2 separate regions of the Sus scrofa genome follow, and region 2 is linked to region 1. Evidence: chromatin contacts called from public HiChIP or PLAC-seq data. All regions are on one chromosome and are shown on one strand. The core of a region is the stretch at or near the end of the contact, and the rest is flanking DNA. Distances in the headings are between cores, read along the strand shown. Region 1 overlaps LOC100621792 (a long non-coding RNA gene). Region 2 has its middle 72 kb from the start of TNFAIP3.

The links. HiChIP or PLAC-seq counts read pairs in DNA pulled down with a chosen protein or histone mark.
Region 2: a contact with region 1 is called in an H3K27ac HiChIP or PLAC-seq map of alveolar macrophages. The contact joins two enhancer-like sites. A contact is called at or near these places in 2 of 5 promoter capture datasets (fetal liver and liver), 6 of 47 Hi-C or Micro-C datasets (alveolar macrophages, blood, fetal heart ventricle and 3 more) and 1 of 2 datasets of contacts at active chromatin or transcription factors (alveolar macrophages).

What each region holds. Positions count from the first base shown.
Region 1 is chr1:26,501,348-26,508,876 of Sscrofa11.1, reverse strand. The region is part of intron 1 of LOC100621792 (a long non-coding RNA gene); the gene reads right to left. Among named protein-coding and RNA genes, the nearest start is that of TNFAIP3, 19 kb to the right of the region's middle. Within about 2 kb of position 3,401, at least 5 of the 83 cell types and tissues checked have an H3K27ac peak or open chromatin away from gene starts, as enhancers often do. A contact at or near this core is called in alveolar macrophages and retroperitoneal adipose tissue, where this site is marked.
Region 2 is chr1:26,554,189-26,561,717 of Sscrofa11.1, reverse strand. No RefSeq gene overlaps it. Among named protein-coding and RNA genes, the nearest start is that of TNFAIP3, 72 kb to the right of the region's middle. Within about 2 kb of position 3,152, at least 15 of the 83 cell types and tissues checked have an H3K27ac peak or open chromatin away from gene starts, as enhancers often do. A contact at or near this core is called in alveolar macrophages and retroperitoneal adipose tissue, where this site is marked.

The DNA.
Region 1 (7,529 bases), core at 2,152-4,651:
CCACACTTGCATTAACTTGCTGGGATCACTGCCCACCTCAGTGACTTGGTCCACATGATTTCTCTCTCCTGGCAGGCCCCTGCCCCTCTCCAGAGCCCATCTGACATTGTCCCTGTTTAAGACCTGCTTCCCTAGAGGAGGTCATTTCTTGCCTTGTTAATATGTCCTCCTTTGAATTTGATAGCCTGGAGTTCCCATTGTGGCTCAGTGGGTTAAGAGCCTGACTAGTATCCATGAGGATTCGGGTTCCATCCCTGGCCTCACTCAGTGGGTTAAGGACCTGGCATTGCCGTGAGCTGTGGCGTTGGTCGCAGGTGCAGCTCAGATCCAGTGTTGCTGTGGCTGTGGTGTAGGCCAGCAGCTGTAGCTCCGATTAGACCTCTAGCCTGGGAACTTTCATATGCTGTGGGTGTGGCCCTAAAAAGAAAAAAAAAAAAAAATTAAAGAATTTGATAGCCTTTGTTCATAGGAACCACAAAACAGTACCTAACTGAATACTGTCCTGGACTCCTCAATATAGATTTTTGGGAGTTAAAACACATACAATAATAATCTCTAATAGACACTAATGAATTCCTCATTTAACCAAAGGGAACCTAAAATAACCTAAATTACTTTGTATTCCCCAGACTAGGATGTTGGTCTGGTTTTCTTTTTACTGGATGTCCAAACACCTGTGAGATCATTTGCCTCAAGAATTTCTTTTCAAAATAGAAAATTTTTAGAAAATGTATTTTAGAAATCTTTTTTTCTGTTGTTTTTCTTTTCTAGTCTTCATGTAAGCAAACATTAGTTAATGGGGTATTTGGAAGTCGAATTATGAACAATCTTTCTAGAACACAAAATCAAAACTTTACTGCCATAAGGATCTGTCCCCAGCCACTTACTAAAGGTCATATGGTGTTTATGAGACCAGACTGAGGCTAGGAATTCCTGGTATTCCATGTATTTTTACAACTGACTGCACCCTCATAATATATTAAGAAATTGCTACATAGCATGTTTAAAGAAATTCAGGACTTTTTCTATGACTCTCATTTAACTAAACCACTCTTTCCAATGATTTTCTTGGCTGTATATTCCATAGAAATTAGGCAGGCTCTGCCCTTTAACCACTGAAGGAATACTTCTTATAAAACTGAAATCCAGGAGTTCTCAGCATGGCTCAGTAGTTAACGAACCCGACTAGTATCCATGAGGATGCGGGTTCAATCCCTGGGCTCGCTCAGTGGGTTAGGGATCCTGCGTTGCCATGATCTGTGCTGTGGGCCACAGACATGGCTCACATCCCAAGTTGCTGTGGCTGTGACATAGGCTGGCAGCTGTCGCCCTGATTGGACCCCTATCCTGGGAACCTCCATATGCTGTGGGTGTAGCCCTAAAAAGACAAAAAGACAAAAACACACACACATAAAAAAAAAAAAAAAAAAAAAAAAAAAAAAAAAAAAAAAAAAAAAACCTGAAATCGATGCCATTACAAAATCTCTATGTATTAAATCAATAAAAAAGAATATGAAGGCATTCCCTGGTGGTTCAGTGGGTTAAGGATCCAGCGTTGTCACTGCTATGGCTCTGGTTACTGCTGGTTCGATCCCTGGCCCAGGAACTTCTGCATGACACAGGCATGGCCAAAAAAAAGAAAACTGAAAGTAAATCTCCATCACAAATGCCAGTTATATTTGAAGTGCTTATATTCATGATTACCATTGCCTTAATAAAAACGTTATCATTATATATTATTTCCTATTAATAAAATATTAATTTTATGCAGAGCTAGAATTCAGGACAGACCTATTACTCTATTAGAAATCAGGCACAGAATCTATTGGAACTATACAGTCACTAATCAGCTAGAAAGGTTTCTTCGAGAATTCAGAAAATTTGAAATTGTTTTGCTTTACTGGGAAAGCTGACACTGGGTCACGGTCAAAGCTTATAAACACAGAATTTTATAGCCATGAAGATACGCAGTCCATGTATCCTTCTTTATCCTTGGAGAAAAGGTAACAAGAGTTTTAGTTTCAGTGTTCTCACAAATTAAAAACAAACAAATAAAACAAAATGCAGAAATGGCAATTCTGGAACATCCAGGAAATCTGATCTCATTGGTGAGGAAGCTACCAAATATGGGCACACATAGTGAGATAATTTTCCAGGGCAAATTCTCTGAGGTATTTAGAGATGGGAATACCCTTATTAAAAGTCCTTTCCCAAATTCAATATAAAAAGAGCTGCTTAATCATTAGACTATAACTGATGGGAAAACAACGGTCACGATGTGGGGAATCACCCAAAGTTTTCTATAGACTCATAGGATCCAAGTAATCAGAGGCACTAATTTCAGAAGATCTGCTTCAAGGGACATTTCCTTCTGATCCACAATGGACATCTTTCTGTTTCATATTGCCTGTGCACAGTCCACATTTGAGGCCAGGGTCATCTCCCACCCAGAAAAGAAGCAAAAATATTGTGTGCCACCCCCACCCACTCTGACAATGAATCTACATCAAAATACAGAATAGTCTGGGAGTTCCCGTTGTGGCTCAGCCATTAAGAACCCACCTAGTGCCCATGAGGATGTAGGTTCAATCTCTGGCCTCACTCTGTGGGTTGAGGATCCGGCACTGCTGCGAGCTGTGGTGTAGGTTGCAGACGGGGCTTGGCTCCCGCGTTGCTGTGGCTGGGGCATAGGCTGGAAGCTGTAGCTCCAATCTACCCCCTAGCCTGGGAACTTCCATATACCGCAGAGGTGGCCCTAAAAAGAAAAAAAACAAAAACAAAAACAAGATACAGAATAGTCTGAACTTGCACTGTCTACCATATGACTACAACAGGACTCTGGCTTGAGTGGTTAGTAAATGTGAACTACAAAGACAGAAAGAATATTTCCATTTCCACATGCATCAGATTTGCTGTCACACCCCAGTGGCCGGAAAGAATTGCAAAAGCCGGGAACCCCATTCGCTCTCTGGGAGAAGACCCCCCCTCCCCACCCACATCGTCCTGCTCTACCAGGCTAATCTTATGCAGAGACCCTAGAGCTCCTGGAGTGAAAATTTCCAGTGTGGTGACGAAGAACAAGGGTGCTGGAACCAGCCTGCACTGCCTCTTAAAGAAAGGGTGGCCTTGGGCCTGTTACCCTCTCTCTGTCTCGGTTTTTAATCTGTTAAAAGGGAATAATAATGGTGCTTACCTTATTATGTGATCGGGAGAATTAAACAGATGGCTGCTTATTAAACACTAGGCTATTACCAACGGCATGGTTATGAGTGCCTGGGTCAGCTATTAATTGTGATTATTAAATGAATGCCAACCACGTCAACACTCTCTTGAGGGTTTCCCTTGCCTGCCTTAAATAGACATCTTCACACGAGCTCTGCATTGACGTCCCCCCCCCACCCCGCCCCACAGAGAACTGTGCTTAGTTCTCGCTTCCTCATTGTGTTTTCCTCAAACTTGGATGGTTGTTTACACCCACAGCGTGATCAGCAAATTCTCTGTCACGTAATCGAAGCTGCCGGGCTCCGAGGCCGGGTCAGGTTTGGCTGGGCTCGTCTTCACACCTTGGGTCAGTCATGGATGCTGATATTGGAATTCCAACCTCCTAATTCCTCTCTGCTGGTATCACTGAAACTTTCTGTGCCCTAGTTCGTTTCTCCACGTCTTCACTATAACCCTGTGAGGTAGGTACTCTTTTTAGCCCCACTTGACATGAGGAAACTGAGACATCAAGATTAAAAGGCCTTCCTGTGTCACCTCACTGAACGTGGCCAGGCTTATGACAGAGGTGGCTCTGGCGCCAAGGCCCTTGCTCTCCCGTCTTAGTTTGCCAACTGCTGTGGTCGGTTTTGATCTCAGACGACCTCAGAGCCCAGGACCATCCTCTTTGCTGAGTTTTTCAGCTCCATCAGAGCAAGGCCCCTGCATTTCTAGAATGACTGGAGACAGGAAACAGTGGCCTAGGAGCTGACCATGTTTTTCACATTCTTAAATGGTTGAAAGCAAATCCAAAGAAAAATAGTACTTTGTGACCTGCGAAAATTATCAGAAATTCACGTGTCAGTCTCCATAATAAAGGTTATTGGAACAGGGCCGCATTTTTATTTCATGACATATTGTCCATGGTTGCTTTCACACTTCCTTGGCCAAACTAGGTACCTGTGACAGAGATCTTGTAGACCACAGAGCCAAAAATATGTACCATCTGGCCACCCCTATTCTAGACCTTGGCTACTCACTGGGTGGTTCAGGGACCAATGACAACACCATCCCTGGGAAGCACATTAGAAAAGCAGTCTTGGGCCCCATTCGAATCTGAACCAGAATCTGCATTTACCCCAGTAAGTCAGCTGCACTTGGAAGTTGGAGCAGTGCTAGTCCAGGAAAAGGAACACATCAGAGAGGTTTGAGGAAAGATAGCGGAGTCCGAGCCTAACATTCCTGCTCCAACATTTCCTGTCTATGTAGCCTTAGGTGTTAACATTGAACTTAATCCTCAGTTTTCTCATCTGTAAAGTGGACCCAATACCATCTACCTTTAGGAATTATGTAGGGAAATAGAGTTACACTCCATAGTGGACTAATCCCAGTGGCAGTCACACAGCAAATATTTAATTGAAACTGAATGGGAAGAAGAAAAAAAAAAAAAAGGAGAGCCCATTGTGGTTCAGTGTTGGCAACTGGAGGGAGGGCCTTTGGGAGGCGATTAGGTCATAAGGGAAGAGCCCTCATGGATGAGATTAGTGCACGTATAAACGATGCCAGAGGAGTTCCCATCGTGGTCCAGCGGACACAAATCCAACTAGGAACCATGAGGTTGCGGGTTCGATCCCTGGCCTTGATCAGTAGATTAAGGATCCGGCACTGCCGTGAGCTGTGGTGTAGATCACAGATGTGGCTCGGATCTGGTGCTGCTGTGGCTCTGACGTAATCCAGCAGCTGTAGCTCCAATTCGACCCCTAGCCTGGGAACCTCCATATGCCACAGGTGCGGCCCTAAAAAGCAAAATAAATAAATAAGTAAATAAATACACACATAAATAAATAATGCCAGAGAGATCCCTTGTCCCCTGTCCCATGTGAGGACATGGTGAAAAGACAGCCATCTATGAACCAGGAAGAGGGTCTGCATCAGACACTGAATCTGCCAGCACTTTTATCTTAGACTTCTCTGCCTCTGAAACTACGAGAAAAAAAATTCTGTTGTTCATAAGCTACCATCTTCGGCATTTTTGTTATTGCAGCCCAAAGAGGCTAAGACAGTGTATTTGATCAAAAGTGAAGACCTAATGACAATGTAAAACTATCACAGAATGAGTAGGAATTGCCTGCCTACTCCTTACGCTTCTCTTTTCCTCCACCTGGGCCCTTGATCACCACCTGCAGGTTCAGCCCCACCCTAAGTTCTGGGATAACTATGTCCTTGGTCAGTGTTCAGGTGACTCAACACAGGTCACCTCCACTCAGAGACCTGCTGGCACCCAGTATCCCACATTCAGAGACTGAGTGCTTATCTTATGACTCATTTATTCAACAAACACTTAGTTGAATGGCTGCGAGGTGCCAAGTAGGGGGCATCTTGAAGACAGACAGAGTCTAGGAACAGTTGGTATTCATTTTACCTGAGTACCTACCTTACTAAAATGCCAAGTACTCCAATTCCTCCATGTCCAAGTCCCAGACCTGACCTCCCTAGTTCTCCTAGGACTGAGGTCCTCTGACAATTAGTCCAGCCAGTGTCTCCCTGCCAATGCTGTGATTACGTGGGTCTCCATGATGTTCTGCTCCCAGACCCTAGACCTCTCTTCCTTTGGGACTTCATCAATGCTTAACCCTCCAAATGCCTGCCCCACTCACCCAGGGGTGTTCCCCAGGCTCCATACCTGGAAGGAGTTCCCTCTCTGAAAAAGCATCCTTCTGGATGCTTTAGTGACAACTCCTCATTCTTCACCATTGACAGACCTCACCAGCCTGTGTAGGAACAAGCCCAAGTTGATCACATCAATGGAAACTGTAAAAGGAACTCTGGCTTTATTCATTCACCTTTTTTGATCATGGGATAGTCCTATGTTCTGTGACTCATACTGAAATGCCTTGAGTATGCTCTTCCCTGGGCAGCCAATTTCCCCTGATTCACTGGCCACATGCTTTTCCCCCGGGGAATAAGTAATTTGCTAGATTGTCTTTTTTATTTGCTAAAATACTTCTCAGAGGTTCGATGGGTTACCTGGGAAAGGCCAAGTGGGGGTGTGACACAAATGAGTTTCCTATCAAATGAAGGCATTAAAAAAGGAAGACAAATAATTGAATAGACTACACCTCAGGTCTTGCTGCTCTGGCACATCCAGATCACATGAAAATGCAAATCTTGGGCCCTGAAAGCAAAGGCAGCTGAAAAGATCATTAATTTCCCCCAGGACTTTTTCATGATGATTTTCAAGAAGGACCAGGACTCGTAGTCATCAGTGGAGGTGTGATTTTATTAACAAAAAGAATACTTGAACTAATAATACCTAGTATGACAATAACTCCGTTCCAGATAAGAGAGCATGCTTGGACATGCAATCAAATAGTACGTCAATTTATTTCGCAGTTGATTTTGTTGAACTTGTTCAAAATCTGCTAAATTAAGCATTATGGTTAAAAGTGCAGGCTTTGAAGACAAGCAAGTCTCCAGTACCAGCTTTGTCAGTTTCTAGATCTGTGACCTTGACCCTGTTATTATAGCTGGAAAATGGGATAATGATAGCCACATGTGAAGACTAAATGTGATCAAACAAATAAAACACTTAGCTCAATATTGAGCATACAGTGAGTGTGCTGTGAAGGTATATAAAATTCATGGATATGGGACACAGGGTATCCGAGGATAATCCAGAATCTCCACTTGATTGACAACTGAGCTACCTTAATCAAACCCACTACTATCCTATAGTAAAGGGAGATTCTCTACCTTCACAATAGAAATAAAATCTCTATATATAGTATCTGGTAATATTTTCTCCACCTGGTACACAGTTGTCAAGAGAGATATGGAATGTATATCCTAACCAGTCACCTTTGCCTGGGTGCTGACACTTCTTTGGATAGAAGGGCAGCCATACCTGTTTAATTAACTCATATCCATCAAGGATGTCACAGATGCGTCCAGTGGGACTTGTAGTCACTTTAGAAAACCTGCCACAAAGGTGAGTAGGACAAAGGGAAGAGTAGCAAAGATGAGGAATATCATTTCTATTTCAAGGTAGAGCCAAGCGTGAGTCATAATCACGGAAATTTCAGATTATTGAGAGACTGATTTATCTTATTAGATTAGTCACACATATAACAGGATATGGCAATGAAGGATGTATTTGTCATATACTGTATTTTTTGAGCATGTTAAGGGCCAGGCACTGTATCTTATCCTTATTTAATCATTACAATAACTCTTTGAGGTAGGTACCATTATAACCCTTTTCATGGTATCTCCGCTTTATGACATCTATGCATATAAACTTCTGCTGGGGGACATAAAAATAGTTAAATGGG
Region 2 (7,529 bases), core at 1,903-4,402, 53 kb before region 1:
GTTACCTTCATGGTATCATACAGGTAGTTTCACTACCTAAAAAATTTCTGTTTATCTCTCCTTCTCCCTGGCAACCACTGATCTTTCGCTGTCTCCATAGTCAGTCATGTAGTTGGAATCATACATTACAGAGCCATTTCAGCTTGGCTTCTTCCACTTAGTAATACACATTTAAGGTATTCCCCATGGTTTTTTCATGGCTTATTAGCTCATTTCTTTTTAATACTAAATAACATTTTATTGCCTGGATTATGTCTGTGTTATAGACTGAGTTATGTCCTCACAAAATTCATATATTGAACCCCTAACCCCCAATGTGACTAGACTTTAAGGAGGTAATTAAGGCTAAATAAGGACACCAGTTCTATTGGAATACTGCTAAAGTGGGGCCCTAATCCAATAGGACTGGTGTCCTTATAAAAAGAAGAGACATACACAGAAACAAAAGGGCCATGTGAGGACAGAATAAGAAGGTAGGCATCTGCAAGCCAGGAATAAGTCTCTTACTAGTAGTCAAATTTCCAGTACGTTAATCTTAAACTTCCAGCCTTCAGAACTGTAAAAAAAAAAAAAAAAATTATGTTAAGTCATATAGTCATATAGATATTTTGTTTTAGTAGCTGAAGAAGACTAATACAGTTTATTGATCTTTTCATGTACTGGAAGATGTCTTAATTGCTTCTAAGTTTTGGCAAATATGAATAAAGCTACTCTAAACATCTATGTGGGGATTTTTGTGTAGACATAAGTTTTCAACTCATTGGAGTAAATATATTGAGTAAAGGAGCATGACTGCTTGATCACATGGTAAGAATATATTTAGTTTTGTAAGACCCTGCCAAAGTGTCTTCCAAAATGTCTGCGCCATTTTGTATTCTTTTCAGTGATGAATAAGGCTTCCTGTTGCTCTCTATCCTTGCTAGCATTTGGTGTTGTCACTGTACTGGATTTGGGCCGTTCTAACAGGCATGTGGTGGTATCGCATTGCTTTGCTTTTTTTTTTTTTTTTTTTTTTTTCCACACCCATGGCATATGGAATTTTCTGGGTCAGAGACTGAATCTGAACCACAGATGCAACTTCTACACCACAGTTGTGGCAACAATGTATCCTTAATCCATTGCACCACAGTGGGAACTCCTTTCATTGCTGTTTTAACTTGCATTTTCCTCATTACATAAGATGTGGAGTGTCTTTTTATATGCTTATTGGCCATCCATATATTCTCTTCAGTGAGATGTCTGTTCAGGTCTTCTGCCCATGATTTAAGCAGGTCGTTCCTTTCCTTACTGCTGAGTTTTACAACATCTTTTTATATTTGGGACAATAGTCCTTTGTCAGATATGTCTCTTGAAATATTTTCTCCCATTCGGCAGCTTGTCTTCTCATTCCCCTGATGGTATTTTAATGAAGCAGAATTTTTTAATTCATTAACCAATTGACATATAACTCTGTTTTATGTAGGTATCTGTTTTAAAATATTTGATAGATAATTGTTAATTCAAGAATATTGAACTCACAGCCAACAGGTCTGTAATACATGAAGGAAGCTTATTTAAAACATGTCTTAGCTCAGGCTGCCATGACAAAATACCACAGATTGCATGACTTAACAGAAATTTATTTTCTCACGGTTCTGGAGGCTGGAAAATATGATGACCCTGGAGGTTAGGCTTCAACATAGGAATTTTGGAGAACACAAGCATTTGGTCCATACCCATATGTATTTTCTCACGTGTTCAGTCCATACCACATGTATTCTCTCCCATTAAGCCACATCATAGTCTTCTTGCCCTTAGGAAATCTACACAGCACTTCAGGACTACACAGCAAGCCATTTCAAAGAGCAAAATCACCAATACAAAGCAAACAGATATGAAAAACGTGGCATTAAGTATAACACAAAAAGAACACTTGTTTACAGTGTGTGCACTGAAACAAGAAGGCAGAGTGTCACCTTATAGGACTTCACCTGGAAACATACACAAAGGACAACTCAAATTTTTCACCACTCTGTATATGTCCACAAATGATGGTGAAAGTACAGGAGTGTTGATTTGGGGGTTAAAATAAATTTCAGCTAGCAGGCAAATTCACAAATATGAAATCTGCAACTAATGAAGAATTACCAGATATGGTTTAGATAATTTGAAGGAATGTCTCAGAGAAAAGGGGTTCCCCAACCTGTCCATTTGTATCTTAGGTAGAAGATTATAGAAGGCCAATGACAACATGCGGTCATCTAGGTGCCCAAGAGTGTGAAAACACGGGGAGATAGGAAAGGTCTAGCTGGCCATCTGGAACGTCCCTTGTCCCCTTTGCCCCACAAGACTCTACGTTGAGTGCAGAGAACCAGCCACAGGCCTGCTGTGACAAAGCAAGATGACCCCACAGAAAAGGTCATGGGTGGACAGCCAGGCCAAGGACCTGAAGGGAAAAGAGCAGAAACCCAGCAGCTATAGTACATTAGCATTGAGGAGAAGCAGAGTCAGTGAGCAAGGAATGTATAGCAAGTTCTTTTCAAGAACCTTGCTTAGCCAGATTTTGCCAGCTGCAGATTTCAGACTCAAAGGGCAGCGGGACCTGCTGGACAAGGCATTGCCTATTGGAGATGGGCAGATTCCTCCAAGAGCAACTCATGAAACCTCACGAGGCCAAGAGCCAACAATCCCACCCCACCCCAATACAACTGGGAACCAGTAAGCCATACTCTAGACTCTATCATTTCAAGTACGTTGAAATGCAAGGGGAAGGCCAGGTTAACTGGACCCCCAAGCAGCTTTATCCAATAGCAATTTAAGTTAACCTAAGAGACTTTTTACACCACTGGAGCTTTAAAACAGACTGGACATTCAACTTTTCCCCTACTTCCCAATGGGTGGGCACTTGGAAGGACAGCCACTTCAGTTAAACAAAAGGTAAAGAAATTCCTTTTTCTCTACGTATCTCGGCTGTACTATGAGCTGAAATACACAGCCCAGTTACATAAAACATTTTTCCTTGACAGCTTATTTTTTGAATGGTGTGTATAATATAGTGAGGGAAATAGCTGTTCTTCATTAATCATAATGACAAGGCAAGCAGTGGTGAGTGCTCTGTTAGTTACATTGTTTTGTTGTATCCAGAGGGCAGCAGTGAGCTTTGGCAATACTGTCAGCAAAGAAAAACGTCGAAATGTGCTCCAGAGAGCTGATGCCTTTCAGTCTGAAAGGTCTTTGGAAGGCTGCTAGAGTATATGTGGGTGTTAATTCTCATGGTCTTTGGGGCTCACTGCAGCAGAGTAATCTGTGAGGGGCACAAGCACCACACCCCTGACCTACCGTCTTCTTTTCTCTTCTCACACACTTTCTTACCTCCACGTCCCCATCCTGAGCCCCTCCCCCTCCGGCATCTGGCTCTAGAACACCTTATATTAACTGATTCTCTCTGGTAGTTACTGTGTCCCTTTTGGTCTATTCACAATTTTAATCGCTCAGCAATTCTTCATGCTGCTGCTGATTTTGTACTTGAGATTTAAAATGTGCCGATTATTTTTCATGGCCACTCCTGCCTTCCCCATCCGTTTGCTGTCCTCCTCTGCCCTCATCGGTGCCCTTGAAGCACTTGGGGGAATGCGTTCAGGATTCTTGCTGGCCCACTTCAACTTGGGTTCCCCCTTGGAGGGCACTCTCCCCCTTTCTCTTGGTATCTTCCCTGCTTTCACACAGGCTCTGGCATTTGCTGCATCCCTTTTGACTACTGCCTCTGCTGGGGGCCATCCTCAACAGCCCCACTGTTCAATGGAATTTAGTGACACTATTGCCTTCTCCTTGCTCCTTCGGTCCTGCCGATGGTGATGGCTTCCCACAGCCGCTGAGTGTTTTAATACCTCTCCTGTTTCCCTTAAACCTGCCCACACCTCTAGCATTTCTTCATTGAGACGTTGTTGTTCAACCATAGGAGGTGGATTTTGCTTCTTGATACTCTAGATAATCTCCAATTTACTATTTGTGATACTTCTTTCAAGCCTTGCAGGTTCTCTAGTTCAGCCCCCAGACCACCTGCTTTCAGAATCGTCATGATTGCTGTCTAAAAACGCAAACCTCTGGGGCCCATCCCAGCACCTTCCCAATCCGACTCCCTGGGAGAGCTGGTGAAGATCAGGGCATCTTCATTTTAACCAGTGCCTGAAGAACTTCAAAGCAAACTGAAACCAAAGAACTTTGTATCAGGCTCCCCTCTGCCTGCCATCAGCTAGCACCTGAGTGTGTTCTTGGGCATGTCAGTAGCTTTCCAGAACGCATGAGTACAGCCCCTTTTTATTCTTTAAAGTTGAATCAAAGATGAATGACACATATTTCAAGCAATTTAAACTTATTGGAGAAAAAGGTATCTATTAAATAAGATATTTTTGAGCTAAGCTCACTAATGTTTGTAGCCTTGCCTATATGAATCCCTGTCTACACTCTTAGGAACACCCAAAGTGCCTCTGTTAAAGGGGAACTGCAATGTTTAGTCCAGTTCGCTCAGCCAGGATAAGGTCTCTGTTACAAAGGCACCTCTATTCCTGCCAGGTTCCCTGTTTGAGATCCTGAAAGAATTCAGACTGGCAGTAAACACAGCAGCCTAGTTGCCATCTGGTTCAACTTACTAACATTACAGAAAGGAAACTAAGCTAAAGAGACTCGCCCAGAGTCTCACACCCTGTTGGTTTGTTAAGTGTATTTTTTGACAGGTTTTCCTGCTCAGTAATGACTTTGGGTGTCGCTTACATATAGGTTGTGACGGAGATGTCCTCTGGGTCCAGTCCTTCCACTGACACTTAGTGACATATGATTGAAATGTCACCTTTTTGTTTGTCTTTTTGAGGTCTGTCTTAGTTTCCTATTGCTCATAACAGATTACCACACATTTAGCAGTTTAAAACAACAAACCTTTATTATCTCTACAGTTTCTGTAAGTCAGAAATCCAGGCCCAGTTGAACTAGGTTCTCTGCTTAGGATTTCACAAAACTGAAATAAAGGTGTTGGCCAGGCTGCACTCCTTTCTGGAGCTCAGGGTCCTTTTCCAAGTTTATGTAGCTGTTGGCAGAATTCAGGTCCTTGTGGGTGAAGGACTGCAGCCCCTGTTCTCTGGCTGGCTGGCCGAGACTGCCTACAGTTCACTGCCATGTGGCCTCCCCCACAGGCTCTTTCACTTTAAGTCGTTTTGGTTTTTCCTGTCTCTGGCTTCTAGATGTAAAGGGCTTCTGTGATTGGGTCAGGTCCACTAGATAACCTCTCTTTTAATGAAGGTGAAGTCAACTGATGAGCAACCTTATCACAAGAGTGATGTGCCTGTGATTCAAAGGTTCTGCCCATACTCAAGGTGTGGGAATTACATAAGGAGTACATCCCAGGAACATCGCAGGGGCCGTGTAAGATTCTTCCTATCACCAGGCCTTAAGGCAGCAGACATTTATTGAGTGTCAAACACTGATCTAAACCTTGTTAAAAATATGGAATTCCCTTTATGGCTCAGCAGAGAGGAACCTGACTAGTGCCTGTGAGGGTGCAGGTTCAATCCCTGGCCTCACTCAGTGGGTTAAGAATCCGGCATTGCCATGAGCTGTGGTGTAGATTGTAGATGTGGCTCTGATCCAGGGTTGCTGTGGCTGTGGCATAGGCTGGCAGCTGCAGCTCTGATTTGACCCCTAGCCTGGGAACTTTCACATGCTACGGGCATGGCCCTAAATCAACGACAACAAAAACAAACCTTGTTAAAAGATAAACTGAGGCATTTTTTTTTAATTTAAGAGTTTATTTGAGCGGACATCAATTCCAATTAGGCAACAGAAACCAAAAAGTAGCTAGGAGTGCTCTAGCAACCAAAGCTAGGGGTAAGACTTTATGGAAAGAAAGTAATTTCTTGATTGGCTCTAGCTTGAAGCCTAGTTGGCTGTTTGTGATGGGCTGGCTGTCCTTAGCATTTTGATTTTGTAATCTTGAGGCATTTACAGGTTTGTATATATAGGTCACTGGCAGCATTATAGTTACCTCATTATAATGGTCTCCTTGTTTAATTAATATAACAACTCCATACATGTTTTAACTCCTAAAATCCTTACAATAGCTCTAAGAAGTAAATACTATTGCTACTATTATTATCCTCTTTTTATGGACAAGTAACTTGAGGTATATCAGAGCAAATACAAATGAAAAATAAGAGGTTTAATTCCCTCTGTTGAAAAGTAAGGGAAGAGATTCATGCCTCTCCTCTTGCTTCCAGAATTTCTCTCTCTTTTTATATATATAAATCTTTTTCATGGCTAAATAAACCTCTGGCCAGTCTCACAACTCAAGGACTAGGAGTCATCTCTTTGAAATGCAATCATCAAGGAAGACAGAGCCCAGTGTCCCAGTGGCCTGGGAGGAGATAGGCTACTGGTCCCTTGACTCTCAATTGCAAAACCCACATAACATAATGGATCAGATCCCCCTAATTCTGTGGACAAGTGACATTTCTGTCTGTCTTTGCAATCCCTTTGGCAAGTTGCCTGTGACACCATATCACATTCAGGTTTAATGTTTTTTCAATAATAAAATTGCTTTCTTTCTTCTTTACGTTCATAGCAAGATTTTCTGGGTTGGAAGATTTTTTTTTTAATTTTCCCAATAGGTAGAGAGAAAGTAACTAACTTGTCACTGACACCTCGCTGCTGAGTGGCAGAGTTCCAACTGTGAGCTCAGGTCACCCAGGTGTCTACCCACCTCACTATCTTGCTGTTGTTTGGTCAGAAACAGCTTGTAGTTGCCAACAGTACCTGAATGGAGGCTTCTCCGTACACTGTTCTATGATCAGTGAGGCCTCACATTTAATCCTTTAGACCAGGGTTCCTCCACCTTAGGAATATTGACATTTTAGGCCCTGTAAGCCTGTTGTGGAAGACTTCCTGTGCATTGGAAAATGTTCAGCAGCATCCCTGGCCTCTACCCACTAGATGCTAGTAGCACACACAGTTGTGACGACCAAACATGTCTCCAGACATTGACAAATGTCTGGAAGGAAGAGGGGGAAATCACCCCAGGTTGAGAACCACCCAGTTAGTGAAAGAAGTAAGAAATACACACACACACACACACACACACACACACACACACACACACACACACACTCCATTACTTGGCAGGAAGCAGGGAAGGGAGAGAAGAAGAACATGGATGCGAGAAAGCCACAGAATGGCTGAGGACCCACAGTCTGGTAGTTGAGGTAATCAATTTCTAAATCTTGATTTTGAAGAAACAAGTAGAGACCAGGGTTGGGTTTAGCTTTGGCCTCATTGTTCTTTCATTTACTCTCTCTCTCTCTTTTTTTTTTTTTTTTTTTTTGTCTGGTTGGGTTGAAGAATTGCCTAAGAAGAGCAAGTCACAATAAAAATAATGCTTTTGGGAATCTATTGTGGTTCAGTGGGTTAAGAACCTTGATGATATCCACAAGGAGGCAGGTTCAACCCCTGGCCCTGCTCAGTGGGTTAAGGATCTGGTGTTTCTGTGAAGTAGGTCACAGATGTGG